2 separate regions of the Mus musculus genome follow, and region 1 is linked to region 2. A link is a contact called in public Hi-C data. All regions are on one chromosome and are shown on one strand. Each heading gives the region's core, a stretch centred on a gene start, on an enhancer-like site or on the middle of the called end of the contact. The rest is flanking DNA. Distances are from core to core; before and after follow the strand shown. Region 1 has its middle 37 kb from the start of Gm31143. Region 2 has its middle 32 kb from the start of C330011F03Rik.

What was found. Hi-C and Micro-C count contacts between places; a contact is called where the count stands out from the background.
Region 1: a Hi-C map of the N1E-115 cell line shows a contact between it and region 2, with 5 times the contacts expected there. The contact joins two enhancer-like sites. A contact is called at or near these places in 4 of 484 Hi-C or Micro-C datasets (the HPC-7 cell line, the N1E-115 cell line, double positive thymocytes and 1 more) and 1 of 115 datasets of contacts at active chromatin or transcription factors (bone marrow-derived macrophages).

The regions. Positions count from the first base shown.
Region 1 is chr17:51,495,069-51,500,986 of GRCm38.p6, reverse strand. It overlaps the pseudogene Gm46574. Among named protein-coding and RNA genes, the nearest start is that of Gm31143, 37 kb to the left of the region's middle. Within about 2 kb of position 2,551, at least 1 of the 459 cell types and tissues checked has an H3K27ac peak or open chromatin away from gene starts, as enhancers often do. A contact at or near this core is called in the N1E-115 cell line, where this site is marked.
Region 2 is chr17:51,413,160-51,419,408 of GRCm38.p6, reverse strand. No RefSeq gene overlaps it. Among named protein-coding and RNA genes, the nearest start is that of C330011F03Rik, 32 kb to the left of the region's middle. Within about 2 kb of position 4,883, at least 8 of the 459 cell types and tissues checked have an H3K27ac peak or open chromatin away from gene starts, as enhancers often do. A contact at or near this core is called in the N1E-115 cell line, where this site is marked.

The DNA.
Region 1 (5,918 bases), core at 1,302-3,801, 84 kb before region 2:
GCTGTGCCACCTACTTGCAACAGTTGTACGCCCACCACACAGCACCGAGGGGGAGGAGTAGGTCAAAGAGAGCCGTAAGGAGGATGGCGAATCTGGCTTTGCTGCTCCCCGGTAGCCCGGGGGAATCCAGCCCTTCGGAGGGTAGGTATTGTGTGTGCAGCTCAGAGGTTTGAGCGTTCTCTTGCAACTTGTCTCCTATTAACCACCTACTACATTTTTATATTCCACATCCACAAACCACCAAAATAGTGTTTAGCAAATTAACGGGATACTGAATAAAAAGCCAATCAAACAACCTCACAGGCAGCTCGAAGATGGGCCTGAGCAGTGGGTGTTGGAAGCCCCTGGTAGACAGACATAGATATTCCAAACAAACGGGCGCCTCTGATAGCTTTGAGAACAAAGTGTAGCCCTGGCCAGGTTGTTATCCGGGTAGCTCTGTGGAACCTATGAGCTGCTCCGTACCTGTGGCAGCAGGGAATACACCAGGAGGGCATAGACAGAACAAACCCAGCTTTTCACACTTGAAAGGCCAAAAAGAGCTCACCTATATCTTGTCACTCAGCTGCCCTGTTGTCCTGAGACAGGTGGAGTGGAGGCCACCACGCCCCCATGCTGTGGTGATTCACTCTCAATTCTGTCAGAGAAGTTTGAGCATACTTTCTTTTCTAACACTTTCCTACACCCATGCACCCCACTCTCTCCTCATCTCCTTTACTCTTTGTGACATTTTCCACATGGCTCTCTAATACTGGTACCTTTCTGGCATCTATACTGGCTCCTCTTCTCGTTTTATATGCCTTCCTCGGACAGTTCCCTCTACCCATATGTATTTAGGGCCAAGGTTTCTAGGTTTTCATTTCCTACCCCTGGCTTGTTCCTCACTTCTGTCCTTCTCATGGCTCCGCCCACTTATCCTAGCCTTTCTTTTCCATGGATTTGACACAAAGTCCCCCTCCTGGCAACTAACAAAGTTTTGATCCACCTTAGAAAACTTATCACAAACCACAGTAATCATTCCCATATCGTCTTAGGCATCATCACTGCCTAGAGAATTAGTCTACTGTGTCCAGGTAGACCATGTGCTGTGTAGCTGCTGACCACTCCCCTTATGGGGAAACAACAGGCAAGCTCCAAGCTGCCCTTTCCTTTATTTTGACTTCACTGAAACCCCTAAGTGTTAGTGAGCCAGGCCAGATTCTCTGAGTCATGACAGTTGGCTTGTCAAGATTGCAAAAGGCTTAAATTTTAATCACATCCGAGCCTGGCATGTGTTAGGTGGCTGTCCTTGACCTCAGGTATCATAACAAGAACCAAGTGACCTCTAGTCTGCAAGTCCATCACTTCAAATATATTATCTAATGTTACCAAAGCAGAGAAAGTAAAGGCATGGAGATTCGTCTTCTCTTAATGGCCCCAGACCTAAAGACACACAGATTTCTATTTAAGATCCAAGCCATTGTCTAAAATTGACCATAGAACCCCACTTAACCAGCCCTGGATCTAGGAAAGGCAAGAGACATTAATGTCTGATAAGCCCTAATTCATATATATCGCTTTATGATTCTTTTAGGAAGCTAAACATTATCTCTAGAATCTGGAAGTAAAATTTAAGTCTGATCTATGTGTCATAGACAAGCGCACCTACTAAGAGTAGCAGCTGGGCAAGCAAACTGAAAAGAAGGCTAACCAGCTATGTGGGGCTCACACCTGGGAAGACTTACAGTCCTAGCCCACAAATGGAGGCTGCCTTAGTAGCAAGTTCCCTCGTAATGAGATGGAGACTTGCTTATTTTTAGGGTGAGGCTGAGTAATTAATGACTGTCCAGGCAACTGGCAGAAACCATACAGACATTCTGAAAAATTGATTAAAACACACACACTTAAAAGCTCCAAGATGCCTTGTGACTCTCTTCCCGCCTGTAGTGTAATTAAATAAAGCTTTATCTAACCATTTTACTTGTATGCATTAGGGACTCAAACCAGGCCTCTCTTTCTCCCAAGACTTCAATATGCCCTTATCTGTTTGTACTAATTGAGTTTTCTCATACTGCCACATGGGCAGCAGCTAATAGATCTGATATGCCTGGGGATGATCCTGGGTTCCTAAAGCTCTCCCAGTGACCTCAGATCTTTAAGAACTCAGATCCGCACTGGAGACAGGAAAAATCTTGTACCTTGAAATTATGTGATCCTTTCTGCGGTGAGGTGAGGGAATTCAAATCTCCAGAAGCTCACGAACTAGATACATGCACAGGCCAGCTTAGGAAGGATACAACGCATGCCACCAAGCTCCGCCTGGTTATAATCTCAGCTGCTTCTCAAATGAAACAAGGCAGAGACTCGCCAGGCAGAGCCAGGCCTCTTGGAACAGGCCTGCAATCCCAGATACTCAAGAGGCTAAGGCAAGAGGGTCGTATATTCAAAGCCTTACCTGGGCTATAAAATGAGTTCAACTACATTAAATGTCTCAAATGAAAACGTAAAAAAAAAAGTGGATAGGGGGTTTGAGAGATTGCTTAGTGCTTAAGAGAACTTGCTTTTCTCCCAGGGGATCTGGATTCAGGTCTCAGAACCCATAAGCTTACAGCTGCTAATTCCAGCGGATCTGATGCCTTCTCTTAGCCACCAACAGCACCTGCAAAAACATTATTCTATCTACCTCTACCTCTACCTCTACCTCTACCTCTACCTCTATCTCTATCTGCATGCATGTATGTGTACATGCATATAGATACAGAGATAGCAATAGGCATTTACACATACTCATAAAAAATAAATAAGTAAATCTTAAAAGAAAAGATATCTGAAGAGATGGCTCAGTGGTTAAGTTGCTACTCTTACAGAGGACCTGGGTTGGGTTCCCAGCACCCACATGGTGGCTCACAACTGCCTATAACTCCAGTTCCAAAAGAATGACCGAGGAAAGACACTTAGTACTTAGTCTTCCATGTGCACATATTTATAAACCAACACTAACAAGTACATATAGCACACACGTATACACATGCACACATATAACATAAGATGGCTGAAAATAGACATCTAACACAGAAGTGGTGGTAGGTTCAATCCCCAGGACCGAGGGAAGGTGTAATTACCTGGAGAGCTTGTTAATGCACAGATTTCTTGGCTCTGCCCTATAGGAGCTCATAGGTTTCCAGGTGGCAGTGCTGTTGCTGCTCGAGGCCACACCTCAACAGCCAGTGGCTCAGAAGGGGGTCTCCCAGTATTGTCAGATCTCCAAGAGAAATTGGAAGTATGGATTTATATGTGAAATGCCTCGATTTTTAAAAATCTTGACCACAAATCTAAAGGCATTAAAACTTAAGACAAACCAGTTCTGATGGAGAAATGCTGCAGAGACTCACAGAAGTCTGCTTTTGAAAAAATGGTGCCGCGCTCTTAGTTTATAACCCACAGCTTTGGAAAAATTTGTCAGTCGGCAGGTAAGCCACAATAACTCCTAATAGGTGAATAGATAGTAAAAGCCCCTCATATTGTCTCTCTGTTTATCAGGTGATCCCACTTTGTCCCCTGTCACTACAAAGCTATATTTATGTGAGACCCCACCGAACCCTTTTAGAAACATTCTCCCAAACGGTCCTCAGACCCCTTAAAATATTGCCAATGAGCCCACATTTGAATGGTATCGATCTCACTTGAGTCGATATTTTAAACCATCAGCTTTAACACTGGGCCTAGGTGCTTCTCTCTGTGTTCCTAAGGCCTCAGGTCCTATACATTTTCATAGATCTGGCCCAGCACCTTTGATAGGCAGGTTGCCATGCTGGGTACTGATGATACAGTCTATCCTTGCCAGATTCCATACCATCCAGACATGGACAGGGAAGAGAAATGCAAGCAGACACAACTCTGAGCTGTTCTATGTGCACTGGAATTCCATTAAAAAGCTTATTTGCAACATTCTCTTCTTAATACAAAAAGTTTTTTTTTTTTTTTTAACTTGGTCATTCACACAGACAATGACAGTCAAAGTTTGTCTTGTTTTTCCACTTGGATTCTCCACCCCACTCTGACTTTTTCAGGTGATAAAGCACTGAGGCCATGCTATCCTGAAGATTTATCTTCAACACAAAGAAACCGGGGTTAGAGTTTGACAATTCTAACCGAACAATTCGAGGTAAAATACATATCATTTTATTCCAATTGAAAGGTGAAGACACAAACGTGTGGCAGGCACTTTTATCTCGATGCTGCCCTGGATGCATTTGCATTAGGCAGGCAGGAAGTTCGACTGTGTGGTACTGAAATATACATTCTAGACTGTTCCCTTCATACATGGTCCGGGCTTGCCCTGGTATAAGATTTCTAGTTCCTAGGACATAAAGGGGATTTGGAAGGATCTCCTAGAAATATATCCCTAGAGTCTATCTATTCCTGTATCTGACTGGGGAGAGGATACTATAAGAAATATCTAAGGACATACTGCAGTGAATATATGTTTAATAAGTAGAAAAACCCATCTGGTCTTTAAAACCAGCTCTTTCATTAATCCCATCTGAATTATAGAGACCTAAATTATATTATTGTTTTTATCCATTAAAATAGCTATCTTTTTTCTATGGTGTAAGTTTTCATTTATCCTTTCTAGTGGCTAAAACAAAGGCAAATGTGACTCTAACACGATTATGACGTTTACAATCACAATAGTTGTCCTTATTCCCTACACCTCAATATTACAATAACCCAGCTTGAAAGACATATGTCCTCCATTGATGAAACACTTTAGTTAAGTCTACAAAAGGTAAAGGTAAGATCTTCAAAGCCAAGGCAGGTGAATTAAGGAAGAGAAGCAGACCTAATCCACCAAGAGCCAAGGTCACGGGACACTGAGGGCAGAAGAACTGCTGACCCTTTTGTAGATAGATGTGCCTGCCCCTCTTTACAGCCCTCCCTCCTGTACCTTGGGCAGAGACTCCCTCACAGGTTACTTTAGGAGATCTGCTTCCTGCTGTCTTAGGGGTGGGTGATCCCCAAGGCCCTAACAGCAGCTGAGCCAGATGTGGCAGAATATAAAAAGGAATGCTTGCTACCCTCAACTCTCCCTGTCTCGCTGTCTCTGTCTGTCTCTCTGTCTCTGTCTCCCCCCCCCCCCACTCTCTCTCTCTGTTCCCCTGTGTTTCCCAGCAGGCCTATCTTGTTCTTGTTCTCTCTGTCTGTCCTTCTCTGTCCTCATGGTTCTGCTCCAGTCTGTCTGCCTCTAACCCTTCTCCAGGTCCCCTCACTCTCTCCCCTCCTCCAAATAAACCTCCCTTATACCAGGCCTGCTGAATGGTATTATTTCTTAAGGGGACACCTTAGCATGGATCTACCAGGTACCCCTTACCCTCCCACTGCTTCATTATATTTCCTAACATTTCCAACCTCAAAAACAAACAAACAAAATCCAGAAAGGGCCACCTGAGCAGTGCCACAGTAGAAAGTGAATTTCTAGGGTTAGGGAAAGAGATTATTTGAGCAATTCTTGCTGTTCTGATTGTATCCAAACAAAAAAAAAGGGGGGGGGGGAGCATCTATTGTTATCAAAAGGGCACCTAGGGAGAAAAATCATAATTTGTAATGAATCTTTAACCTATTTAAAGTAAGATCAACTCCATATGTGAGAGCTGAGCCGTTGTCTCTCTGTTCTCCTAATTAGTCCCTCTCCTGCCGGGCACTGGCTTTACCTAGGGCAGAGTTTGTTCTCATCCTGTTTGATCACCACAGTGCTCTTGATGCCTCCTAGAATTTGCTTCCTTCAAATGATAAAATGGTGTTGTTTCTGGCAAGCCTCCAGTTGTCTCCTTGTTCCACATCAGTACCTCCCTGCTTCCCCCTTCAAACCCCTACCCCATCTCTTCTGTTTGATGAGTCAGCTTGAATCTGTCCCCCCCCCCCCCCAATTTTGCTGCAAC
Region 2 (6,249 bases), core at 3,634-6,133:
GCTCAGTCCAAAACTCTCTGTATTCAGTAAAAGCCTGAGAGAGTGAAATATTGGTCCCCCCCTCCCCCCGTGGCAGAAGTGTATATACTATAGTTAGATTTTGATCTGTATGCTGGGAAGAATATTTGGTACTGGTCACTAAACATTTGGTAATGAACTGAAAAGCAATTGTGAACATTTTTGAAAAATTGTCTATCATAATTGGAGGTAGACTGGGTGTGTGGTCATCTGTCCAGGGCCTGCATGGTTTACCTTCAAACTGCCTTCTCTGGGGTGGGGTGCAAAAGAGTGTACTATGGATTAGCTGCTCTAGCACCCTCCACCCTATCAGTGCTAATCTTTTATGCTCCTAGAGTATTTCCCAGCCATCTAAAAACATCAAATAAATCCTTAAGAGGAAATGTGTCATGTTATTACAAGATGCTTCTACCATCCTCTAATAGTTGGCCTTTCAAAAGTAAATGACTTAGCAAGAACATATTTTCTCACATATAGCTATAGCCTGTATTCATTTTGAAAGTCTTCCAAGCAATACTTATGTAGGGTTTTATATTTAATCAGTTCCACTACCTCTCATCCAATATGAAAGCTCAACACTGCAGTCTTAAGCTACCTTCAACCAGAACTCGTCGAAAATGAGCTGTGCCACTCATGATACATGTGTCAGTAATTAGGGTTTTGACTCACTTGTCACAGAGTAAGGAAGTAAAGAAACCAAAGCTGGCAGGGCAGGGAAGAAGAGGGTCGGGTCTCTGGCTTCTCCCACTTAATTCTAGAACCCTTCTTAACATGCAGCTTGCTTCTTGATGCTGGTAAGATGCCTGTGTCGAGCATGAGAAAATGGGGTGAGGGACGAGTAAAGAGACGTCATCTCTGCCCTAGGCCCTACCTTCACCTGGATAGAAGGTCCCGGACCATCCAGAGCTATGAGGACATCTGAGAATCAGACCTTGCTTGTATTTCTGTAAGTGAACATAAAATCACAAACTAAGTCAGATTTCATCCGAAAATCAATATATGTTAGGAAAGGAAGTCAATCACAAAGTTTATTTTCAAGTTTTCATTTTTTTCTAATGTCTATAGCTCTGGTGAATACAGTATTCACTGGCCACATCAGGTCATTAAAATTAAATCGCATACTAAATTCAATGCCTCAGTCACAGTAGCTATGTTTAGTTACTCAACAGCCATCTATGACAAGGGCTTTGATATTACATAAGACTCAATCAGAATCTTCCGTACAAGACACAAATGCCTACCTAAGTCTTACAAGTCCCATATGCTTTCATCAAGGCTATTTGTTTTTCCCTTTGTCTTTACACGGATAAAGATGCAAAGTGAAGATTCTTCATGCTAACATACTTGGAGATTGTTGTTGGATGAATATACATATCTTTGTCATAGTTTCTTCTAATAGCTCTAGTGTCTCTAGTTACATATGTAGCAGAGGATGGCCTAGTCAGCCATCAACGGGAGGAGAGGCCCTTGGTCTTGCGAAGATCACATGCCCCAGTACAGGGGAATGCCAGGGCCAGGAAGTGGGACTGGGTGGGTTGGGAAGCAGAGCAGGGGTGGGGGGGTATAGGGGACTTTCAGGATAGCATTTGAAATGTAAATGAAAAAAATATCTAATAAAAAAAGAAAAGAAAAGACTTGAGGGGGAAGAATTTCATAAGAGAAGTGCCATACCATCGCCAAAAAAATTCATATTTACAAAAGTGGACAGTTTGTGGTAACATACTGTACATACTGGTACAGTATACAGTAACTACATTCTGTAATCACATTACACAGAAAACTGAAACAGGAAAATTGAGAGCTCACGGCCAGCCTGGACTACTGAGCACATCCTTGTCTCAAAAAGACAAAACAGACAAAAACTAATGATGACAGACAAAATCCAAAGAGTCAACCAACAAAGAAAGTGAGACTAAGAAAAGGAAGAGTGTAGAAAAAGATAGTAATTGTGGTTGCTGGTGTAGGCAGTGAGAACCTAGCTCCACTGACTCTCTGAGGAACACAAAGTGCGTCCCAGAATGATCTGTTCACAGTGCAGAAGGCTGGCATACTCGTGCACTAATTCCCACATTCTGCCAGCTGAGGCTTGTCTCTGGGGCACTAACCTACTTTACTTTCTACCTGGTTTCTAGGTGCTAGCTGAATGAGCTACCATAGCTTTAAGAAATCTCTCAGGCACAAAACTGGGTGAAATGCTGGCTGCCTGAAGCTCATGGGGGCAATTGCCAGGCTGCACAGTATATTCATCAAAGCTACAGCAGAATATGAGAGAGAGTCTAGGAGATGCCACATAGCAAAACAAGACCCTTTACTGAGCCGCTCCACCCTGTGTCATTTGGCCAACTTTTAAGGCCATTTCTCTATGTAAAGGAATATCAGCCTACTCTATCAAATTAGCAGAAAAGTTGTGACTTTACCAAAAGACACACAGCCATTGTCAGCTAATGTTCTTTAAAGTTCTCCTTCTCCACTGCTGGGACACAGGTCTTAAATCATTAGTTAAACACAAAAGAAAAGCAATTAAGTTGGTGTCCTTTGCAAAGTACATGTTATATTTGTGTCTTAGTCAATGTTCTATTGCTGTGAAGAGACACCATGACCACAGCTCTTATAAAAGAAAGCATTGAATTGGGGATGGCTTACAGTTCAGTTTAGTCGATTGTTATGATGGCAGGAAGCATACCAACCTACAGGCAGACGTGATATTGGAGAAGGAGCTAAGAGTTTTTCATCTAGAACCACAGACATCAAGAAGAGAGAGGGAGGGAGGGAGGGAGGGAGGGAAGGAGGGAGGGAGAGAGAGAGAGAGAGAGAGAGAGAGAGAGAGAGACTGGGCCTGGCTTGGGTTTCCGATATCTCAAAGCCCACCTCAGTGACATATTTCCTCCAACAAGGCTACATCTACACCAATAAGAACACACTTCCCAATAGTGCTATTCCCTAATGTCGAAGAAGTCAAAGCAGTCAAATACATAAGCCTATAGGGGGTCATTCCTATACAGACACATTCCACTCCCTGATAATAGACATCACCATGCAAAAATGCATTCCATCTAACTTCAAAAGTCCCAGCAGTCTATCACAATCTCAACACTGTTTAAAAGTCCAAAGTTCAAAGTCTCTTTGGAGACTCATGGCAGTCTCTTAACTGTTGTACCCTGTCAAATAAAAATAGAAAAGCACATCACATACTTCCAACATACATTGTCATAGAATAAACATCACCATTCCAAACGGAAGGATACAGAGCATAGTGAGAAAATACCGAACGAACCAATGCAAGACCTAAAACCAGCTGAGCAAACTCCATACTCTGCATCTCCATGCCTGATGTCAAAGCACTTTCCAGATCTCCAACTCTTCTCAGCTTTCTTGATTACAACAAACATGTCTCTCTTGGACTGGCTTCACTCCCTGTCATCAGCTCTCCTTGGCTGGTTGCCCACGACTCTGGAATCCCCAACGAATCAGTGTCTCCAACAAATTCTAGGTTTCACCCTCACAAACTCACACGGTGGCATCTCTGGGTCTCCATGCAGTGATGCTCCTGCCATTCTCCTGACGTCAGAGGTTTTCCTTGATTGGAGAGAGAGATTCCCTAACCCTTTTCTTGTATCCTTGACTCTAAAGCCAAAATCACATGGCCAAAGCTGCCAAGTTCTTCTGCTTGCTGGGGCTGAAACACAGCTCCCTTGTTCAATTACATTTCCATTCACATTTTTACCAGCTTTCTGTTTTCTGTTTATAGTCATGAGTCCTGCCATCCATCTTCCTCAGCCCAGGAATTCACCATTAAAGAGCTACCCAATGGCATTAAGGCCTTGTATCCCTGGAATGTTCTATTAAACCAACCCCCTTAGAAAACTCATTCACCATGCCACGTCTGTCTTGTCTGAGGTAGAACTGGCTTGACAAATGGACTCATAATAGTACCACAGGAGAGAGGACCAAAGATCTAGGTTTATGATGGGACCCTACTCATGATGCATCAGAAGGCATCGGAAGGCATGGAACTTCATGAGAGCTCCTCACTTTTTCTTACCCTTCATCTCATCCTTCCCCAAGGGAAAGAGTCTTAGATGACGACAGCAGAAAGAAAATTCCACTATTTTTCTTTGAGCCAAGAATGGTTTTGAATAAGACTGGTTTATTTATTTTTCAATATTTACTGGACATGTGAGAAGTGTGAGCTGGTTACTGACTTCAGGATATCTGGTCATCACTAAGACAGGCAAGGTCCAATTCAAAATCCAAGGAAATTAATACTCAATACCAAAGATTGTTTTTAAAAATTTATTGTGTGCATGTAGCGTGATGGCATGTATGTGTGCATGTACACATGTATGGGCTCACATATGTGTAAGTGCACATGTATATGCATATACATGAAACCCAGAACTTAATATAGAATATCTTCTCAGTCATTCTCCACTTTATTTACTGATACACTGAACCCAGAACTCATCAGTTTGGCTAGTAGAGTGAGCCAGTTTGCCCCAGGATCTGCCACTGCTGCTTCTCAAACATGAAGACTGCAGGCAGGTCATGATAGAAGAAAGGGGCAGTATATATTGACCTGTCTGAGGAAATGAAAGAAGCTGTAAGGTGAAACAAGGACAAAAACAAAGGAAAGGTGGGCTAAGGGAAGAAAGAACATCGTAGAAACAAGGGAATTTATCTGAACATAGAAGGAGACCAAGTATCCCTGGGAGGAAAGGATAAATTTGAAAATGAAGGCAGTGGCTGGGGCTTAGGGAGCTCTGTAAGTGTCTCATCCATCTCGGCTCTCAATTCCAGACTCCAACGACACAATCTCAGTCTTCATTTGAGCTTGGATGATACCCAAGCACCCCTCTTCTTATCAACAGCAGCAGTATTGTGTGAGTCATAGCCTGTGTGACTCATAAAGGGCTTTCACGCTGCATTACTATTAACAATACTATTAAAAAATCAAGATAATATCATTTAGGGGCAATGCTAGGAGCTTTGAGTGGATTAGCTCAGTTAATTCTCAGCACAACATTTATAGCAAGAGAAATTATATCCCATTTCCAAACGGGGAAAGCCAAGCTGAGACAGGTTAGGGTCAACCAAAGGCTACACAGCCAACACAAGCCTACCTAATCCCAAACTCAGCTCCAAGCTCTAAACCACAGACTCTTCTTTTTAAAAAGTGTATATGGCTATGTATAGCCTGCATAGATTCACATGTGTCTCTATGTGCAGGGGCACATGCGCATACATGTGCAAGTAGAGGCTAGTGAATGTTGACAGGGTCTCTCAATGAACTCAGAGTTCACCAATTTGTAGCTGGCCAACTTTCCACAGGTTCCTCTGTCTTCACCAGCTTGCCACAGGATCCTCTGCCTCAATTTGCCATACACTGGAATTTCAGACAAACCACTACATTTCATATGGATTCTAGGGAGCTGAACTCCAATACCCATGCTTGTATGGCAAAAAGTTTATCTACTGAGTCATCTCCTCAGCCTCCAAACCACAGATTCTTAAACAGCATGTTGGGCTTACAGTTTGCAACCTTATTTGTGGTCATAAAACCAAATGTGGAGATCACAAAGCAGTTGACAACTGGCAAAAGTTTCTGAATGTACAATGATCAAAAAATAATTAACTCAAAATCATACATATAATGATTTGTGGGATTTATGCAACTTGCCTATGTTGCATCTCACAATTTCAGTGCAACCTTGGCAATCAATACATATGTGCACTTTGTACTGCACAGGCCATTATACTGCAAACGACCCATGAATGCTGCTTGAAACACCCTAGTTCAGACTATCTACCATTAATATGAATTATGGTGGTTTTACTATACATGCAAGATTTCCTGTTCTTATAGAAATGTATGGTTTAATTGGGAAAAACAAATTTTTAACATGTTCCTACTGTGGTTCTGTAGCACATAGCTATCAAATTAATATATTTTTTGAATTGGATTGTTTTAGCATGCTTGGTTGATTTTCAAAATGTTTAAATATTTACTTTAAAAATAGATTCTCTAACAATTTTTGAAATATCTGTAAACATACTTCTGCTCTTATACATTTTATGTTCCATACTTATATGCAGGGATATTCTCAGCAGTGACAATTTCAAAAATCAAAATATCAGTCAACTTTGAAAAACAATCAAGCTCTTTTATGTCCTTATATTAGTTACTGTTCTATTACTATGAGGAGACAGCATGATCAACGCAGCCTGTAGAAG